Linked DNA regions of Oryzias latipes: region 1 is linked to region 2. Evidence: chromatin contacts called from public Hi-C data. All regions are on one chromosome and are shown on one strand. Each heading gives the region's core, a stretch centred on a gene start, on an enhancer-like site or on the middle of the called end of the contact. The rest is flanking DNA. Distances are from core to core; before and after follow the strand shown.

Region 1 (3,986 bases), core at 416-2,915, 250 kb before region 2:
CGTTCAGTTTCCAAGAAGCCTGGAAACGTTCACCTTCACACTTCAGCGCTTTCTTTTTCCTTTTCAACTTCCCCCTAGAGTAAACTACAAAAGCTTCAATCCCTAAGCTTCAAGTAGATTTTACCTACAGTATACAAATCAGACGAATGACATAGAATATACCAAAAATATCAATAATAATGGTTATTATGTCTGTATTTTATACTTATTTTCTATTTAAACTAAGGAATCCACACTTATTGGTGTTTACCATCAGTAACACTTTTTTTCTTTATTTTATCTGTTTTGTTCTTACTGTAAGACCATCCTCTTCATCCCTAAAGCAGATCTCTGCTGTTTGTGCAAGTCAAACCACTGACTCTTCCTAGCTGCATAGCCCGTGGTTGAAAACAATCAAACCTGAAGAATCAGAAGTATGCAAATTAATAGAATAAATAGTTTTATGCAAAGAAGTGTTTTCTTTGAGAAAAACCTAAAAAGTCTAAATGTGGTTAAAAAGTAGCATGAAAAAACTGTTTTTTTATGTCCTCTATTCTTTCATTACAAAGTGCAATACACAGAGCAGCCAAAGGAGGGAGCTCTGCTACAGACGAGCACCTCTCCACAGCTTCGAGGGACCACAACAGCTCAACGTTACAGCAGAAACTAAGACACGAACAAAACAAATGAGGTTTTTGACACAGATGATGATCAGTTATCTAAAATCCCCAATTAAGAAGTGGGCGACTTTGTGATGAACTGTCTTCAGAGTGAAGCTGGAGGAGGGCTGGAAGGACCTTTGCATCAATCCTTTCTGTGTGCAGAATAACAATGAATGAACCAGCCAGAAGCCCATGAAAGCAACCTTTCATCCCCCCCACATTTCTACTGACCAAAGCCCACGGAGCGGCTCTGACAGGTAGCAAAAATAATAATAGAAAATCACATTCAAAGCTGTTTTTGACCCTTCATGAGAAAGGAGTCGAGAAAATACTTTTTACTGAGAAACTGTTTATGAACATTTATTTTTTCATTAAATAAAAAAACAAACACACACATTTTTCAAAGTTGCTATAAACAAGAACACTATTCGATTCTATTTTAGCTTGTATTTTACATCCATATCTGTCAAATAGTGCATTCAATTCAAGCTAATGGTGGAAGAATAAGGATTTAGACTGTTTTAAAGTTGCGTTCAAATGGAATTGTACCATCAAAGCTCTTTAAAAGTCAACTGATCATCAATGTAAAAGCTCAATCTCACCTTTTATACTGACACTGTCAGGGAAATTACATCAAAACCCAAACTAACCTCAGAGGATAGAGGCATCAGTTAGCATTTGGCAGACAGCTTGGTAGGGGCATCGGTAAAAAGCTGTCGCACCAAACGAGAGGTTTTACGAAATTAGTTTTAAAGCTCTTCAGTGTGGTAAAACTGTGGTTTTCCAAAATGCTGTAGAGTGGAGAGGATACTGTTGACCTCTCATGGGATGTACTCCCATGCAACCCTGTAACAGGAACAAGGTCGCTAAAGAGTTAAAGAGCTCTGCCGCAACAGCAGGGCTGTCCTCAGACCCTCTCTGCTGGTGACGTGACCTTGTTGGCTACATCAAGTAGAATAGATCGGGAATGTAAGGCCCTGTGTCCCATCCGGGGTCACAGCCTATCCCGGTCACTGGTGGGTGAGGGCAGGGGTCATTCTGGTCAGCCTGTCGCAGGGCAACAAATCAGACGTTCATGCACACTCACAGTCACACCTATGGACAATTTAGAGTAACCAATTCACTTGTGTTTTTGGATGGTGGGAGGAAGCCGGAGTCCCTCGCATGCACGGGTAGAACATGCAAACTCCACACAGAAAGGTCCTCCAGCCGGGACTTGAATGCCTTCTTGCTGTGAGGCGAGAGCGCTAACCGTGCCACCGTGCGTTGTAATCAAATTGTAAAAGTATAGGAAAAAGGTGTTGCATGAGGGCAAAATATGGATCAAGGTGTGCAGCTTGTTGGCTCTGTTGTACCGAGGAGAAAGGAGTGTCAAAGGATGAGTCTTCATGTCTCAACACTCCTCCACCTGTAGTCATCAGCTGGGGGTAGCCTCTTTCATGAGGGGGCTAAGTTCTGCCTCTCCCTCAGGATGGGAGGTTTAGTCAAATGGGAGCTATTGCTCCTCCCTCTAAACATCTGCTCAGTCAATGAGCTCGAAACACCTGCATTGGTTTCAGGAGCCTTCGTCTGGGTCAAGAAGTGACACGTCTACACCCTTCACGAGGAGGGAAAGTTCCAGAAGGTCAATGCTAAAACAAGCTGCTTGTTCGCCTGGAAAACAGCACCTGAAGTGGAAGAAGAGACAAAAGAGGTGCTCCAGCATCAGGGATAGCTGCATCCTTGAGAAGATGGTCACGAGGAGAGGACTGAGCCACAAACGAATGCTAGACGAGGCTTTCAGTGGTTGCATTGTTCGCGTCAAGCCACTCGTGAACCAGAGAAAACATCAAAAAAAAAATCAGACTGCCAAATGATCCAATTAGTAAATGTATCTGACTGGTTTACATCTTGTCGTGGATGTTTTGTACAGTAAATGAGCCTTCCTCCTGTGTTGGCTTTCTGTTACCATGCCTTATGTCACCTGCTTAGTTTTAAACCTCATCTTAAATTACTAATATACTTTAACACAATAATTATCATCCACATATTTTTTACATCTCTCTGTAATCTCATTGGGATTCCTTTTCTATGACATGATTAGTTTCTTAACCTTTTGGTCTTTTTTTTCCAGCATACCCCTTATTTTAAGAAAAAATGTCCCTTCAAAATAAAATCCCATTTATAAATAAGATGCTGTTGTGTCACCTTACTACTACTGGGGGACATTACAAGACACCTCTTTGATCATTTAGTAGAGTTTATTAATTATATTAATCATAGAAACATTTATGTGTTTCACTTTATTTAACCTTTAATTATCCAGGCAACACAGATTAAGAAAAAAAATCAACTGTGGACGGCAGGCAAAATGCAAGACCCTCTTCAGAAAGAGAACTCACAGCAATAACACAGACAATCATTAAATTATAAACACCATTTCTGGTGTCTGGGTCAGTTTGACCCGTACACATTCGCTTTGAGAAAAGGACAGATTTTTTCTGTGAAAATAAATGAAATGAAATAGCAGAATAAATCAAAATAAATGATATACATTTGTATGTTTAAGAGCATTAATCGTCCAATCAGCATTGCCTGTAGAAGAAACATCCTCTCTTCTATTAAACATATTTTTATGGGTTAAAAAGGATGACTGTTTAAAAAAATAAAAAGCTGGTAGGCCTCGAAGCAAGATAACACGGGTAATTGATGTTTCCCCCATTATCAGAGGGCGGCTGTCAATTTCAGAACAGGTGAGTTAGGCAGATACAGCCTGCAGCATTGAGGCGGTGGTGCTAACCCCGCGATAAACAAATTTTGTGGAGAAGGAAGATGTCTAAGCTTCATCATAAATATTCAGCATGGCGCTCGCTCTGACTCACAATTGAATTTCCATGTGGGAGACTGAGCGGCATATGGCTGAGGGAGGCAGAGGGGGAGACGGACAGGTATGACAGCGCAGAGGCAGGTGATGGACGTGAAGCATTGAGATGTTTGGTGTATTAGACGTTAAGGGGGCTGGGCAGGATGCACGCCGAGAGGGGAGTTTCGGGGTTACAGAGGCAAATGGGACGGACCATCAGACGGGAAACAGGAAGCAGAAAAAAAGGAGCTCAAAGGGAAGAAATGACAGCAAAATGGATGCTTATGGGAGGAGGTGTGGAGAAGAGCTGCCATGTTACAACTATGACAGATAAATAACAGGCTGAGGAGAAGACGACACTGAGATGCAAAACTTCAAACAATGAAGGACGTTTTCCACAGGCGGGACGTGGATTTGACAGCCATGATGGACGTGAGGCAACGCTGCATCACACTGATGACCATACGAATGCCTCATTAGCAAGAGGTTTCCATTTCCACTCA
Region 2 (3,502 bases), core at 307-2,806:
AGATAGAGTTAATGAGGATGCTGCAGCCTGGGGGGGGGGGGGGGGGGGGGGGGTGTTAACGTGCACACTCATTGGTGTAGCAGTATTTATCTTCAAGCATGCGTTTTCATGAGAAACGCTGTTTTTTTTTTTTTGTGTTCTGGTTAGCGTTGCACATGGCCTCTTTAACCCCAATCACTTGCAGTTTAATTGGGTTTATTTGCTCCTTGGGAGGGCGAGGATCTCCCAGTTCCCCCCTTTTTTGTGTTGTAAATCGGAAATTAGTTTACACAACTTTGCAGCAATCGTTTGTGCTTGTGAGCAGAGTTGCAGTTTTGCAGAGGATCAGTCATATAAAGTGGCAACTATTTGTCACATTAATCAAGCTGAGGAGTCAAATGCTGGCAGTGATGCAGAGAGGGAGATCTAAATGATCCAAAAATGTCAGGAAGAAAGCAAAATGTCAGCCAATTCTTCAGGTAAATCAACTCTGCCAACGTAGTGTACGTCCATGGATTCCTGAAGACAGCCCCTCCCTGCTGCCCCATCATCTCAGCACTCCTTCTCTAAATGCACCGGTTCACTCACAGGGAAACTCTATTGATCCAGACTTTACTTGCTATTCATCAAAGCACGGTGGGATCGATGCACGAACTCATCCCGAGCTGTTAAATGATTTCATTCTGCTGCTGATGATCACATAGATATGAATGCATGATTGTGTCAGCTGAGACTAATGTGCGATGTCTCCGTCTGGCAGCGTGGATCCTCTTCTTTCTCGTGGAAGAGGCCTTCGCTCTGGCGCAGAGGACTAAAGGTGAGCTTCTCTGTCGACCCTTTTTCTTGCTCTTCTTTTTCTGAAAAAGTTGCCTTCCCATCATCCACCTCATCGATCCGCGACCCTTTTCTCTCTCTGCTCCCTGTAGAATCTCAGAGCAATCATGGCGCCCAGACCCAAAACCAGAACGACTGTGGGACTTGGGTGCGCAACATCAACGGCGGCGTGTTCATGTCGCCCAACTACCCCAACACCTACCCCCCCAACAAGGAGTGCATTTACATCCTGGAAGGTAAAAGCGTCCTCCTCCGCTCAGCCGCAGAGGTCAGAGTCTCTGCCCCCCTCCGGCCTTCACTCAGACTGACATTGTTTTTATATAACCTCGCCGCAGTCGGGTTTTCGGCGCCGTGGCTGCCGGCCAATCAGCTTGACATTTTCAGAATGAGCCATCCCGAGTTTCTTTTATTGCACACATATTTCCTCCTTGAGGATGATGAAGAGCGACTCTGTGCGGGCATCCCAGGACTGCCCCCGCCTCCTCCAGATATCCTGCAGGCGGGGTGGCCTGATGCTCAGCTTTTGAGCGTTAAGCAGACTGAGCTCCCAAAGCTCACCTGTGAGGTGTGGCCCCCCCTGAAAGCATCGTTAGCATCTCTGACAGATGAGATCTGCCTCATGTTTTGCCTGAACCGGCAGCTTTTGTTTTTGTTTTTTTTATCATGAAAAGAACAGCAGTGGAGTTTCTGCTGGCATGTTCACACACAGCTAAAGGGCTCCTCCTGTGGACAGATGGAGCTACTGCACCACGCATGGAGCTGTCTTTTTTTTCTTCTTCTTCTTTTTCTTTTCTTCCGTCCCTCTGTCTGTTCCCTGATTGTCACCGAGTGCATCAGTAACTGATTATGAGCTGGGTTCCCTTTTGCGTCACGCGGCGTCCCGTCTGTCTGTGTCGCTCACACACACCTAACAGGAAGTGCAGACAAACAAGCTGCTTGTTGAAGCACAAACACAAAGATGTCAGCTCCTTGGGTGCTGCTGCATGAACGGCCTTTGACCTCCGAGCTTCTGCTCTTCTGTTTTTTGTTATTTTGTACCTCTGCATCAGTGTGATTCATCCATGCATCAGCTGCCCCCCCCCCCCCCTTTCTGGCTATGCCCCCCCCCCCACACACACACACAGACATCAGACATTATGAAAAGCTGCAGAGATGATCTGCAGATCACACCGTGTTTGTGTGAGCACATACACTATAGTGGTGACTAGTCTGAACACACATATCAAAGAAGCAGTTTACTTCTTGAAGGGGTTTAAACTCCATTATGGGTTAGACGTTCCAGCACAGGGTCAGAGTCTGCAGCCTTCAGCGCTGAAAGACCCAAACCCAGCGAGAGCCCCCCTTTACTGTCAAGAAAAATAGATATTTGTCTTATTTTGTCTCATTTATTTGTGGCCATAAATGATTTTTTTTAATAAGATGTAGCTTTAACAATGATTGAATTACACCAGTGTGATATCACTAGTATATAACGTTTACAGCTGCACATACAAGGTCCTTTCAAAGTAAAATGTGTCAAATAAGCTGCTGCTGCTGCAGGTTTGCATTTAAGCGTCAAGAACTTTGTCTGAACTGACAGAAAATAAGAAAATGAGGTTAAACTTGTTCTAATAATAAACCAGCCTGATAATAAATCAAACCTTTTATCATCTATTTTATTCGTTATCTGACATGTTTGCCTTTTAGAGGAGTGGTAAAGCTCTTGATTTAGTGTTAAAGTCAGCCGTTATAAAAAATATTTGGATGTTTTTTAATAATATAAGATCTCCCCAGTTTAAAGATCTAAAAATAAATGACAAAACTTAACTAACAAATAAATTATTTATTCAAGTATTTTGTGCTTTTCTTCAAAGCTTCTTAAGTGAAAGGACAAAGTGGCTCCAGAGCCTCAGGTTGCAGACCTCTGTCTTTGTTTTTTCAGCAAAGTTTGATTCATTTTCAAAAACAAATGATTTTTTTTTGTTCTCCTATTAGAACAAACTAACTACACACAGTGTGTCATTTGTTTTATTGGAAAGCGACAGTTAAAAGAAACAATTTTCATCTGTTCATAAAATATTACTGTGAACAAAACATTTTCTTTCTTACATTCTAAGATTATTCATTTTTTAGGTTTATGTGGTGCTGCAGAATCTGCAAGACACATTTAAATAGATGTCTTTTCACAAATAAAATACATGTAAAATTGTGATTTCAGATATTTATTTTACTTAATTAACCAGCAGAAATTTACGGTGGCCCAGAATGGTCACAACACAACACATTAACTTTATACACAACACACTAACTTTACACACAACACATTAACTTTACACACAACACACTAACTTTACACACAACACACTAACTTTACACACAACACACTAACTTTACACACAACACATATTTTTCTTTTTTGTTTATTCGTGGAAATAAAAAAACATTGAAATGGAAATAAAGTTGATTTGAAATGAGCAGCTGCTCAGTGAATTCTAATTTCTGTAGGTGTAGAAAAAGTAGGAGAATAGTTAATTTCTACGGTGGCCCAAAATATTCAGAATCTGATGGCACAGAAAAACTTCCATAGCCCAGAAGGGTCACAACACAACACATTAACTTTACACACAGCACATTAACTTAACACACAACATATTAACTCACAACACAACACAATAACTCACAACACAACACATTAACTCACAACACAACA

Evidence for each region. A called contact is a pair of places that touch in the nucleus more often than the background predicts.
Region 1: a contact with region 2 is called in a Hi-C map of fibroblasts, with 2.5 times the contacts expected there. The contact joins two enhancer-like sites. A contact is called at or near these places in 2 of 5 Hi-C or Micro-C datasets (embryo and fibroblasts).

What each region holds. Positions count from the first base shown.
Region 1 is chr3:33,379,205-33,383,190 of ASM223467v1, reverse strand. The region is part of intron 17 of phkb (phosphorylase b kinase regulatory subunit beta); the gene reads right to left. Among protein-coding and RNA genes, the nearest start is that of adamts18, 63 kb to the left of the region's middle. Within about 2 kb of position 1,665, at least 1 of the 8 cell types and tissues checked has an H3K27ac peak or open chromatin away from gene starts, as enhancers often do.
Region 2 is chr3:33,127,220-33,130,721 of ASM223467v1, reverse strand. neto2 (neuropilin and tolloid-like protein 2) reads left to right here. Exons shown (of 10, transcript XM_004067530.4): 2 at 740-796; 3 at 906-1,049. Among protein-coding and RNA genes, the nearest start is that of neto2, 4.2 kb to the left of the region's middle. Within about 2 kb of position 1,556, at least 3 of the 8 cell types and tissues checked have an H3K27ac peak or open chromatin away from gene starts, as enhancers often do.